4 separate regions of the Mus musculus genome follow, and regions 1, 3 and 4 are each linked to region 2. The links are chromatin contacts, called in public Hi-C and promoter capture Hi-C maps. All regions are on one chromosome and are shown on one strand. The core of a region is the stretch at or near the end of the contact, and the rest is flanking DNA. Distances in the headings are between cores, read along the strand shown. Region 1 has its middle 28 kb from the start of 2900040C04Rik. Region 2 overlaps Tsc22d1 (TSC22 domain family, member 1). Region 3 has its middle 36 kb from the start of Gm41215. Region 4 has its middle 31 kb from the start of 1700105F02Rik.

The links. A called contact is a pair of places that touch in the nucleus more often than the background predicts. Capture Hi-C pulls out chosen DNA fragments and counts their contacts.
Region 1: a Hi-C map of bone marrow-derived macrophages shows a contact between it and region 2, with 28 read pairs. The contact joins two enhancer-like sites. A contact is called at or near these places in 17 of 484 Hi-C or Micro-C datasets (bone marrow-derived macrophages, cerebellar granule neurons, cumulus cells and 3 more), 5 of 115 datasets of contacts at active chromatin or transcription factors (embryonic stem cells and trophoblast stem cells) and 2 of 9 other capture datasets (embryonic stem cells and liver).
Region 3: a contact with region 2 is called in a Hi-C map of DN2 thymocytes, with 3 times the contacts expected there. The contact joins two enhancer-like sites. A contact is called at or near these places in 10 of 484 Hi-C or Micro-C datasets (DN2 thymocytes, bone marrow-derived DN2 thymocytes, embryonic fibroblasts and 4 more) and 1 of 115 datasets of contacts at active chromatin or transcription factors (embryonic stem cells).
Region 4: a contact with region 2 is called in a promoter capture Hi-C map of adipose tissue. The contact joins two enhancer-like sites. A contact is called at or near these places in 4 of 115 datasets of contacts at active chromatin or transcription factors (bone marrow-derived macrophages and embryonic stem cells) and 1 of 9 other capture datasets (adipose tissue).

Annotation. Positions count from the first base shown.
Region 1 is chr14:76,277,962-76,280,899 of GRCm38.p6, forward strand. No RefSeq gene overlaps it. Among named protein-coding and RNA genes, the nearest start is that of 2900040C04Rik, 28 kb to the left of the region's middle. Within about 2 kb of position 1,305, at least 36 of the 459 cell types and tissues checked have an H3K27ac peak or open chromatin away from gene starts, as enhancers often do. A contact at or near this core is called in bone marrow-derived macrophages and trophoblast stem cells, where this site is marked.
Region 2 is chr14:76,477,094-76,480,087 of GRCm38.p6, forward strand. The region is part of intron 1 of Tsc22d1 (TSC22 domain family, member 1); the gene reads left to right. Among named protein-coding and RNA genes, the nearest start is that of 4930444M15Rik, 42 kb to the right of the region's middle. Within about 2 kb of position 1,723, at least 96 of the 459 cell types and tissues checked have an H3K27ac peak or open chromatin away from gene starts, as enhancers often do. A contact at or near this core is called in DN2 thymocytes, adipose tissue, bone marrow-derived macrophages and 1 more, where this site is marked.
Region 3 is chr14:76,336,919-76,339,941 of GRCm38.p6, forward strand. No RefSeq gene overlaps it. Among named protein-coding and RNA genes, the nearest start is that of Gm41215, 36 kb to the right of the region's middle. Within about 2 kb of position 1,698, at least 9 of the 459 cell types and tissues checked have an H3K27ac peak or open chromatin away from gene starts, as enhancers often do. A contact at or near this core is called in DN2 thymocytes, where this site is marked.
Region 4 is chr14:76,707,575-76,710,400 of GRCm38.p6, forward strand. No RefSeq gene overlaps it. Among named protein-coding and RNA genes, the nearest start is that of 1700105F02Rik, 31 kb to the left of the region's middle. Within about 2 kb of position 1,312, at least 25 of the 459 cell types and tissues checked have an H3K27ac peak or open chromatin away from gene starts, as enhancers often do. A contact at or near this core is called in adipose tissue, where this site is marked.

The sequences.
Region 1 (2,938 bases), core at 55-2,554, 200 kb before region 2:
GCCAGTCAGAAACACCAACTATCAACTGCCTGAGACACCATTAAAAGCCACATCCCGGGTTTGGGGAGATGACTCAGTTGGTGCAACCCTTGCCATGAAACCCTGCATGGGGACCTGGGCTGGTCCTCAGCAGATGAGCATCCAGGCAAAAGGCCAGCGTGCCAGTGTGGCAGCGGGCGTGCGCCTGTCATCAGAGCAGCCTGGAGAGGGAGACCTGTCGAGAGCCCCGGGGCTTGCTGCTAGGCGGGCCGGCTCAGTTGAATTGGTGAGCTCTGGTGAGAGAGCCTGTCTCAGAAAACAAAGTGGCTAGGAACGAATACCAACTCTGAACTCTGACCGCTGCACGCATGTATGCACAGGAGCACACACATGGACGTGTACAACGCACATACACCTCGAACACACACAGATGTAATAAAAAATAAATTAGGGAGATAAAATTCATCTACTCACTGCTGCTCCTTGGACTCCTATGAAATTCCCTTCCTGGGTGTATCGATCTGCAGGGTGAGCTGGCTACATCACAGGGCCTGGTAATAAACTGTTTCTCTTCTCTTTCTTCCTTTTTTTCTTTCTTCCTTCTCTCTCTCTCTCCCTCGCTCTCTCTCTCTCTCTCCATGAACCCAAGGAAGAGGTGTGAACTCCAGCTAGTAGCAAGGTGGGAGTCTTATCTGTCCACTATACACGGTGTGTATTGCCTTCTGACCTAAAAAGAGCAGTAGCCAGTGGCCAGACAAAGAAAGAAAGATGGCGGCCTTCCTGAGCCTCAAGTCAGCTTGCTCATGAGCAAATTGCTGTCTGCTGGTTCCTGACCTCCTCTGGGCATTTTACAGGCCGATGAGCTCATGCTCATAAAGAAAGAGTGCAAGCCTTTCACTGAGGTATAATTAATAATCATCTGATAAGTGGATAACAATAATAATGGTGACGTCATCCCTTCCTCCACTTCTGCTCCTGTTGTGTAATAGTAATACCACGAGCTGATGTCCTCCTAGTACACTCAATTAGATGAGCGTCCTCCAGAGCAAGCTTACTCACAGCCAAGTGCTGTCTTGCGTGCCTCATTGCCCTCTCCAGGGTAGCCTAAGGGTACTGAACAGGGAGCAGTGTTCTGTGGGTGTCGGGCTGTGGAGTAATGAGAAAGTTCAAGCTACTCATGACTCAGGCACCAGGACACCATGGCGACCTCCCAGGTGGACAGCCGAGCCTTGGTGAGGCTCATCTTGACGGATTTATCTTATCCCTCAGGCCTCTTAAGCAGGGTGATGTGTGGATGAGTCAGGCCACTTCCTCCATGACATCATCAGAGGGATATGTGCACCCTGGTCAACATGCATCTGTCTAGTTATCCCGGCAGCCAAGGAACCACGTGCAGAACTCGGTTCTAGAGACAAGAGTCGCTTTGGCTTTTTGACAAATCGTAGTTTTACACAGAATCTCCAAGGTAGACACTAAGCTAGAAGAAGCCGTGACGGGGCACGCAAACACAGATCCAAGAGTCGCCACTGTGCCCCTACACGCTTCTCAGGGCAAATGCTGAGGGAGGCAGAACGGAATCCCAGGGAGAAAAGAAGACCTTTCATTTGTAAACGGTTTCTGCTTACAGAGCACTTTCTGCACTTGACCTCACGGCGCCTCACCACAGCTCTGTTTGGGCTCAGTTTATTATTTCTCACGTACAGACGAGGAAACCGAGAGATACTCAGTGAAATCAGAAGAAAGCCTGAAGCCGCAGCCACGCCCGCCTCGGTGACTGTAGGGCTCGCCCCACGTGACTGGGTCCACCAGCTTTGCTCTACTGGGCAGGAGATCATTCATCTTACTCATGGCTGGGCAGTTGGCCGCGGCGCAGGGATGGTGGTAGTGGAAGCTGAGTGGTCACAGCAGTGAAAGTCAGCTCTGGTCAGACGCTGCATAAAAGGGGAATCTAATAAAGGATGCTGCAGCAGCCGCCGGCCTCCCGCTTTGGGAGGGAGTGAAATCAGAGACCCTCCCCGGTTTCCCAAAGTCTGAGAAGGGCAACTTCTAGGGGCTCAGCGGACATCAGGAGCCTTTGTCCTCCAGTCAAACAAGCAGGCACATGGAGCCACAAGCCCAAAGCTCCCAGTCACAGCCTCCATAAGGCCTCCCTTCTTTTGCCTTTTCCTTCGATTCTGTTTCAGATGGACCGTTCTTTCTTTTTAAAACTTTGGATTTCCCACCTTTCCCCTACCTTCTCTTTCTTTTTAAAGCTTTACACAAGTATACGTTATGTCTCTCCTCAGATGAAAATTTCTGTCAAAAATGCAAATGAATCCAACTTTTATAAATATATTCTGAAATATTTGTGGATGGGATCACGAAATCACGGGGATTTTTCTATAAAATATGCTATAGGTTGGAGCTCCGCCCCCTTTGTCTTTTTCTAACTAAGTGAGCATGCACTTTCTGCTTTGATGCGTTGCCTACCCCAGGCCCAGAGCAATGGGGCCAATTCATCATCACAAACTGGAACTCCAAAGACTGAGCCCACATAAACCTTTTCTCTCTATAAGTTGGTTCTCTTGATCATTTTGTTATAGTAACAGAGAGATAACACAAAATAATATCAGAGGAATAAAGGAAAAAGGGAACATGTTACGGTTTCTGAGGGCTCACTTTTCATATTTCTCTCCCTGATTTTCTCTATTGCTAAAAATTTCTATTTAAAGAGGCAGAAAAATAGGAACGGAATTATGCATCTTCCGCAACCCTGTTAAAATGAATGCCTTCTTCTGTATCCATGTTTTTGGCTGTTCCCCCCAATCACCTTCTCCTCTCCATTATCTGATATACCTTTAAATAAACATTTATTTACATTTAATTTACTTATTTGTGTGTACGGGGGCAAGCATGCATACGGCCCTGTGCACATTTGTTGGTCAGAGGACAACTGTCGGGAGTTTATTTTCTCTTCCCA
Region 2 (2,994 bases), core at 473-2,972:
TTACCTGGGGAGGCAGTTGGCTGCTGTCCTCTTGGAGGTTGGCATTAAGTCCAGTTCAGCCATTTTGTTTTCTTTTTCTTAGTTAGGAAATCTTTTTTTTTTTTAATTATCTATTTATTTTGTTGTAGCTTATCAAAAGACCCTCACTCACAAAGACCACAGAAATTGCCATCGTTGCAAAACGCATGAGGAATTTACTTATCCAACAGGTTGGGGAACCCCCTCTCAGCACGCAGGCTGGAGGAGAGACCCAGAACAAAGAAAGGACACACTTTTTATAACTCTGTAAGGGCCAGATATAGGCACCAGTTTAGTCTGGCTTATTTTAATTGGTGTAGCCAATAACCTTTTTAGATACTGGTTGGTTTGTGGAGGGTGACTCTCATTTTGTCTGTCCTTGAGGTTTTTAGTATGAGGCGGGACAAAGGAATTGTTAATCTTGTTTTGGAAGCTTAGTAATTTTGACCGTTAAAACTATGTTTCTATATTTGTTTAGTCAGCCAGCTTTTTTATCTGACTCTGTACTTGGCCTGCTAGTACAGTTTGGAAAGTCCTTTTGAAGGGGGAAGGTACTGGGTAGTCTTGAATTTATTTTGGATATTACAATTTCATATATATGAGTACACTGTAGCTGTATAAATGGTTGTGATCCTTCATATGGCTGTTGGGAATTGAAATTTTAGGTCAACCCCACTTGCTCTGGTTGCTATGGCCCAAAGACTTATTATTTATTATTATACATAAGTACACTGTAGCTGTCTTCAGACACACCAGAAGAGGGTGTCAGATCTTATTGTGGGTGGTTGTGAGCCACCATGTAGTTGCTGAGATTTGAACTCAGGATCTTCAGAAGAGCAGTCAGTGCTCTTACCCACTGAGCCATCTCGCCAGCCCTAGTTAGGAAATCTTAAGAGCTACTTTAAAAATACTTGGAGGACTGGATGGCGATGGTGACAAGAGGAGTCTTTTGCTTCAGTTGGCAGATAAATTACATGAGATTCTTTCTAAAGCCTAGCGTGACGGTACAAGGTCATGAGCAAGTCCAGCAGCTTGGAAGCAGGGGCAGGGGGATAGGGAGATGTGAACAGTTTGTTCTCCATAGAGTTCCCAACCAGCAAGTGCCATCCAGTGAGACCTTCCCTCCCTCTTTCCTCCTCCTCTCCCTCCCTCCCTTTCTCCCCTCCCCCCCTTTTTTTGTTAAAGGCAGGCTCTCTCACTGTCTAGCTCTCCTTGCTATGTAGACCAGGCTGGCCTCAAATTACAGAGCTCCACCTGCCTCTAAACCCCTAGCACTTTGACTAAAGGTGTGTGCTACCACACCCAGAGTAAGACTTTAGAAAGAAAGAAAGGAAGGAAGGAAGGGAGGGAGGGAGGGAGGGAGGGAGGGAGGGAGGGAGGGAGAGAGAGAGAGAGAGAGAGAGAGAGAGAGAGAGAGAGAGAGAGAGAAAGAGAAAGAGAAAGAGAAAGAGAAAGAGAGAAAAGAAATTGAGTTGAATAGCACAGTTAGCTCTTAACTTTGATACCAGAGCTTAAACCATTTTGAATTATTAATACCATACTCGGAGGGTAACTGTGGCTCCTCATGTTTTCGTTCTTAAGACCCGGTGCTTAGATGTTTGCTGTGTGTGTGTGGGTAAGAGGGAAAGAGACACAGATATACCATTGTATGCCATTGGTGCTGAGGGGCTGAGGGGCTGAAGGGCCGGACAGGAAGGTGGGGGGAGACTCTGACTCAGCATGAGGAATGCTGACTCATCCTGAGGAATGCTGGCTCACAACGGGAGAGAGAAGCCTTTCTCTGGAGATTTGGAGATAGTCAGTTTTCCAGTTTCCTTCAGATGGAATTGTAGAGCAGAAAAAAAAAGTAATGATCTCCCTGCTTCTCGCCTACAAGTTTTGTTTTGTTGTTTGTGAAGAACAAAACAGAACAAAGGAAAACACTTCGCCAAAAGATGGAATCCTTATCTGAAAAAAAAGACGTTTGGAACAGATTCTCCATTTTTGTCTCTGTAGCTTTTGTCCATCCTGTCCAGGTTTAATAACTAAATCCTTGGAAGCAGGAAGTACATTAGCACTGTTCTAAGAGTTTGTCAGTCCCTTAGGCCGTAGGATTATTTCCTCCCCAAGGTGGACACGCAGACTGTTATAGGAACCCGGAAAGGACCAGACCCAGGGCCATCGGAAGCTCTGTGGATCGCACTGAGCCACATTCACAAGGAGTTTCTGTAACCTGGCAGCCCATGTTCTCACAAGAGCCACGGCTAACCCTCAGCGTCAAAGGAGGCTGTGTTTCCCCAAAGGCTACTGCTTTCTGAAAAATCCATGACTGCAGCAGGTACTCGGAAAAAGTCAATGGTTTTTTCTGTCTTTTATTCGCTATTTTAGACCAGGCTCTTTTGTGGCAGTTTGTTATCAAGAAGTAATGAGTAGATTCTTCTGAGAGTTTGGACTCATTGCAGTCTAATTATGAAATAGTAAAGATTGTATAGGAATTCTCCTTCATAGGGTAAAATTGGTCCAGTGGTGCTGTTGGTGGGCAGTGGAGTTGCCGTGTTGTGTTCATTAAGCATAGGTGGTGGCTATTGTAACTAAGAGGGGATGAGACCCCAAGTTTATTCCACTATCTACGGGAGCAATTCTGCTCATGTCTAAAGAGAAACTTTAGTTTTGATTCCAAATGATTTCACTAAATAAAACATTAATAACAACCAGTTGAATGAATGCTAGTGGACCTCTCCACTAATATTTAATGTTTTAGAATGGATATGTTATCTTGATTACTGTTTTTTAATATCTAGTATATTTTAGTACATTTAGCTCGGAGGTTGTAATTCTGCATGTGTTCCACAAGGTGGCAGGCTTGTATGTTTGTAGGTTCCCTTTGGTTCCGTGCAGAGCAAGCTCGTGGTTATGCAGAAATCAAAGTTTTTCTGTTAAATGTTAACTGTTTTATATAGCAGAGCTTTACAGTTTAACTTTTATGATGGAATGCTC
Region 3 (3,023 bases), core at 448-2,947, 140 kb before region 2:
GGAGTGAGTGACTACGGATATTTTGCCCAGGAAACACAAACAAAAGCCAGTGGCAAACATTCTAAAACTCTCACAGGTTGTTTCCCCTTAAGAATAAGGCTGTCTGATGGAGTCAAGCTACTGCTTCTCTTAGGCTGGGTTCCTTCTCAGATGGCTCCCCGGTTCCTTGATCGTATCAAGCTCTTATATGTTTGTCTCAGTAGTTCATGATTCATCCCACAGTTGAACCCCAACTTGGAGATAAGGGAGAACTCTGTTATGCCAGCAATCTTCTAAGTCTACATTGATAACTCAGGATCACTGACTCTAGCTGACTTGAGAAGGGGGTCATGATTTGACTTTTTTGTGTATGTGATCTAATTTTTTTTTCTAGATTTTTTCCATCCATAGTGTCTTCCCCATCAGCTTTGCCCATATGACTTCTGTAAGCTCATCAAAACAGGAGAACACCAAGCATAGGCTGTGTCCTCCCCGTGAGTGTCATGGCAGAGTGCAAGCTTTGCAAGGCCTGGAGCTTAAAATGTTGGGCACAATTGTGAATAAAAAGAAGCCAGTGTGTCTGGTGGTGCAAGCCTACAATCACAACTACTTGGGCGATAAGACAAGAGGATAGCCATATTTGGGCTACATAGGAAGTTTAAGGCCAGTCTGTACAACTCAGCGTAACCATGTTTCAAAATGGAGAGAGGGAAGAAAGGAAGAAGGTTGGTGTTGTAGCTCAGTGGTAGAGAGCTTCCTAGCATTTATGAAGGCTTGGATTTGATCTCTAGAACAGAGAGAGAGAGAGAGAGAGAGAGAGAGAGAGAGAGAGAGAGAGAGAGAGAGAGAGAGAGAGAGAGAGAGAGAGAGAAAACACAGCCATGTGTAACTCCAGCACTTGTATGGCTGAGGTGGGAGGATTCCAAGCCAACCAACCTGGGTTACACAGTGAATTCTGGGTCAGCCTGAACTACACAGTGAGTCCCTTTTTCAAAATTAAATAAGCAGTTCAGGCACAAAGACACCAGCACTCAGGAGGCAGAGGCAGGAGAATCCCTTTGAGTTCAAGGCCAGCCTGGTCTATAGAGTGAGTTCTAGGACAGCCAGAACTACTTAAAGAGACCCTGTATCAAAACAAACAAGCAAACAAACAAACAAATCACAAAATGCTAAATACACACAAGTCAGGCACAAAAATGACTATTTGTTTAGAACAAGAAAAAAAATCACACCATATTTTAAAGTATATGAAGTCAACCATTAATAAGAACAAGACATGATAAACACTCAGAAAAATATGATTTGTATTGCTTCCCCAGCTGGAGTTCCTCTCAGAGGCCTTTCTCCTCTTTGGGGTAGAAGGTTGCACATCTGATAACTGTTCCTTATGTTGTTCCAGTTCTCTTATATCAGTTTCTATAGAAATTATAAATAATGCTGGTTCTCCTCTAGCGTGGCTGGTGGGAAATTGTTTCTTTCATTGTATCGGTAGTTTTAAAAGTTGGGCTCTTTTAGATGTGCCAGCATGGTACTGATCCTGTCATATGGACTTTTGTATGTAAGCGGTGAGATTCCAGGGGAGTTTCAGATGTGTTTACAATAACCAGTTTCCAGTTGGTGGCTTGATGATCGTTAGTGGTGAGCAAGCTGGGAACCCGAGTCTTATGCTTTCCCTGCTGTCTAGAAAGCCCAGCTCAACCACAGGAAGATGAGTAGGAAGCTGTCCACCAGACTCCTTTCTCTTCCCCCAGCTCTGCTGTAGTTGCTGTGGCTGTTGCTTAGGTGGAGCTTAGAATGTGTCTGCAAGGCAGTTGAGGCTGAGACAAAGGCACTGGAATCAGGTCCATCTCCAAACTGACTTTCTTCTGTTTAAAGCAGGGCCGGCTCATAAACACAGACCTTTATGTTAAGTTAGGTCACTTAAGTGAGCACTAGGAAGAGAATGAATGCTCCGTGCATCAGACCCCTGTGACACCTTCCTTCAACCCATGGTTTGCAAATGTCACTGCTTAGGACATCTGAATGAGCAGAGCCTTGCTCAGAGGCTGCTTCAGTGAGTATGGGGAAGGTGGGTGGTGCTAGGTGCTAGGCTAGGTTCGGGGACCCTGATAACCAGACCCTATCAACATGAACAGAATTAAATATAAGCACTTTGCTACAAGAGAAGTGTGGAAACATTCCCCATCAGTTCATGTCAAGACCAAGCACATGTTCCCTAGGTCTATGGAGCTGCCATTTAGAAATTCCATCCACCATCCATGTTTCATTTATCTACCCGTGAGAAGCAGCCAATGTGCTTGCTCAATTCTGTGTATCACTACATGTTCATAAAATACAGTTACCAGTTTGTTTATAACTTGCCTTGTTTTGTTTTACCTTGTTTTCATTTTTCTATTCGACACACAGTGGTTTGAATACACACACACACACACACACATATATATGTTTGCTTAACACAGACACCTTGGGAAAGCTAACAATCTCTTCAGGGACACACAAATAGTAGGCATTTGATATCTCTGTCTCTGTCTCTCTCTCTCCAGCTTTTGTTTTGTTTTGTGTTTTGAGACAGGGTTTTTCTGTATAGCTCTGACTGTCCTGGAACTCACTTTGTAGACCAAGCTGGCCTCGAACTCAGAAATCCGCCTGCCTCTGCTTCCCTCGTGCTGGGATTAAAGGCACGTGCCACCACGCCCGGCCCAGCTTTCTGCTTTCGCTCTCTGAGTTATTCCTGAACTACCTTGAGGTTTGCCTTGCTATTTTTCTCTCTGGCTTTCCTTATCAAACTCTTCCATTTACACGTTTGTTTTTGTGAGATAATTTGTGAATAAAAATGATTAGCATTTTTTTCTGCCATTGTTGGTTTTGTGTTGTTTCTTTAAAAAAAAATCCATAGCACAAATATGTTCTCTCTTCCTCCTCTTCATGATGCAGTTATGCATTAACATAGTGTAAGCAACTAGCAAGCCCACTTATACTCAAGTAGATATTTGAACAACTCACCCTGGCTTTCTCTTCTTGTGTTGGCTCCTCAGGATATGCCT
Region 4 (2,826 bases), core at 62-2,561, 230 kb after region 2:
TAAACCTGTAAGCCAGTACCAATTAAATGTTGTCCTTATAAGAGTTGCCTTGGTCATGGTGTCTGTTCACAGCAGTAAAACCCTAACTAAGAGTTATATTATGCTAACAAAAATATTTTAGAATGACCAAACACCATGTTTACAACATGGCACTGCTAGGATGGAGTTCAAGCTTTTAGTCATTACAGTGTGCCACCTTCAATGATGCCCTTGACGTGTCTGCAAAGGATGATTTCTTCTTTCATTGGTGCCTTTGGTTTGAAGAAAGAATGCTTTCTGTAGGATCTAGGGTGCTAGTTCTAAAATATTATGAAAGCCCCCCTTTTGTTAGTTTATAGCACTCCTCACTGGCCGCCTCCAACCCCTCCTTCTTCTGGAAATAAATTCACTTTGCCTAGCAACGCATCACATGACATAACCAAGGTACAGGTGCAGTGGTTGGCTCAGACAGCAGCAAGTGATTTAACCAAATCACCGAGCCAATCACAGCTCTTCACCTTTGCAGCTGAAGGTGGCAGGGAAGTCTACATAAGCAATAAATCACTCTTTCAATTTTTATGTGCATGTATTGGCTTCAGTTATTTCAGGCTGGGTTTTCGAGAAGGATCCAGGCTGATGAAAAATGCATCTCTCAGTTCTCTGTTTTTGTACCTTTGTAGTCCCCAGTGGCTTCAGCTAGGGGAAGACCAAGAAGCTTGTTCCAGGGCAAACAAAAGAGTGAGATGGAGATGGGAAGGGTCCCCACGGGCAACACCCTCAGTCAGTATTTGGGAACAGTCAAGAAAAGCTTTAGTCTTCTTGCTCCAAATATTTGTTTAAATATGGCAAGACATTTTGCCAGGCAGGACTTGCTGCAGAAGACCCTGCCCTGCCCAGATGGAGGAGAGGTCAGAGGATTGAGGAGTCTTACTTTAGACTTTACAAAATGTTACCCCTTGGGCATTTCTGTTTGCATAGATTTTCTATATTGGTGTGCATATTTTTCGAGAGAAAAGTTTCTTCTTTGTGAACGCCCCACTAACCACCCTAGGGGGACCTATAATAAAAATACCAGTTTGTTTTTCTAACTGGGGGCTTGTGTTCAACACACACACACACACAAAAAATTGAGCTACAAGTAAATCACGCTCTGATCTTGAAGGATAAAATAAACACCGAGCAAATGCAGAGCTATGTTTTGTCGGAGCCAAATAGAACATGATGTTCAGAAGTTTCCAATGCGTTCCAAAATTAGAAGAGATCTTAGCCAAATGCATACTCGAGTCCCATTAGGAGTCTTATCGTTTGAACTCCCTTCTGTATATTTCTCTGCTTTACTCGTCCCAGTGGCTCCCAGGAGACCGCAGGGCCTCTCTCCATGTGTTTTGGAGCTGCCCCAGGACTGATCAGTTTTCTTTAGCTATTGGCAAACTGTGCCCCAGTTAGGATGGAAAGAGAGCATCAGAAACCTAGTCAGTGATCTCAGACTGGAAGGCCCACTTCCAGCCGCGATTCTTCTAGGAAGCCCAGCTGTTGCCACTGCATGTGCGCAGCGGGTAGTCAGCCCAGTCTGGCTCCGTGTTTACTCTCAGAAGCATTTGGTTAGGGAAGTCTTCATCAGCACTAAATGACTCTTTCAATGTTTATGTGCATGTATTGGCTTCAGGTGCCAGGTCTAATGCATTCACAGATCTGGTTAACCTGTGAAGGTCGCAGGAAAGGCTCCCTGGATCAAGCATTCTATACAATGTTCTGTTTCTGATTTAGAAGCGGTCTTTGGCAGGTCCTTTGGTTCAGGTGTGAGTTGGGGGCGTCTATCAGGAAGTTGTTAAAGGCACCCCCATGGTTGGTGGTCAGCCAATCAGTGTCAAGCAAGGATAGGCGTGTACTTGCTGAGTTACCTTCTCAGAGGTCAAGGGTACCAAATTCACAATAACATGGATTTGAATTTCCTTCCCTCCCCTTTCCCCCAATTCCTCCCTTTAAGTTTCTCTTTCTTTTCTATGTGCCTCTAAGAATAAGCCTTCATCTTACTTAGTTCTGCCCACTCATAAATTAGAATGTAGAAGCTAAAGCTAGCGAGTGCCGTCTTTATAGACTGCACACATTCTGACCTCTCCATTTCGGCTCACTCCAGGTCTTCCCTGTGGAATGCTTCTCCCCACTCCCCAAATGCCATTCATTTCATTTCTCAAGCCCATCTCAAGCCTCGGACCCTCTGCTCAGCATCACCCTGTCAACGATTTCAGCCCACTTTGGTTGCTTGTCTCTCTTATCTTGATCTCTACCATCCCAGAATGAGTACGGCATGAATATTAATTCTTTCATTCCTTTCATCTATAATCCATGACCTCACCAAAGCATCTTGCAGCCATGAAACATAGTTCAGATTCTTTCTCTTATTTTTGTCTCTCTTGAGATTTGAGTGACAGATACTTGACATCGACTCAAAGTTTATTATAATTTAATAAATGATGTACAAAATTTATGTACTAATAATTAGAGAATCTTATTGAGGTAACTTGAATAAGACTGGAATAGATCCTAAGTATTCTTATTGTGCCCATAAGAAGTAATGATGTGAGGCCGTGGATGTATCAATTAGCCTGACGATAGCAATGGTTTCAACTGTGTGTTTATATCAAAACATTGCATTTTACTGCTTGAGTATATATTGCTTATTTATTTTCATTTCTGGTTTGTGTGTGTGTGTGTGTGTGTGTGTGTGTGTACAGATGCACATGTGCATGGAGACCAAATGTTAAGAGCATTGAATGTCTTCTTCTATTGTTCCTTACAAACATGACCTCTTATTGAACTTGGCACTCACTGATTGACTAGACAGAC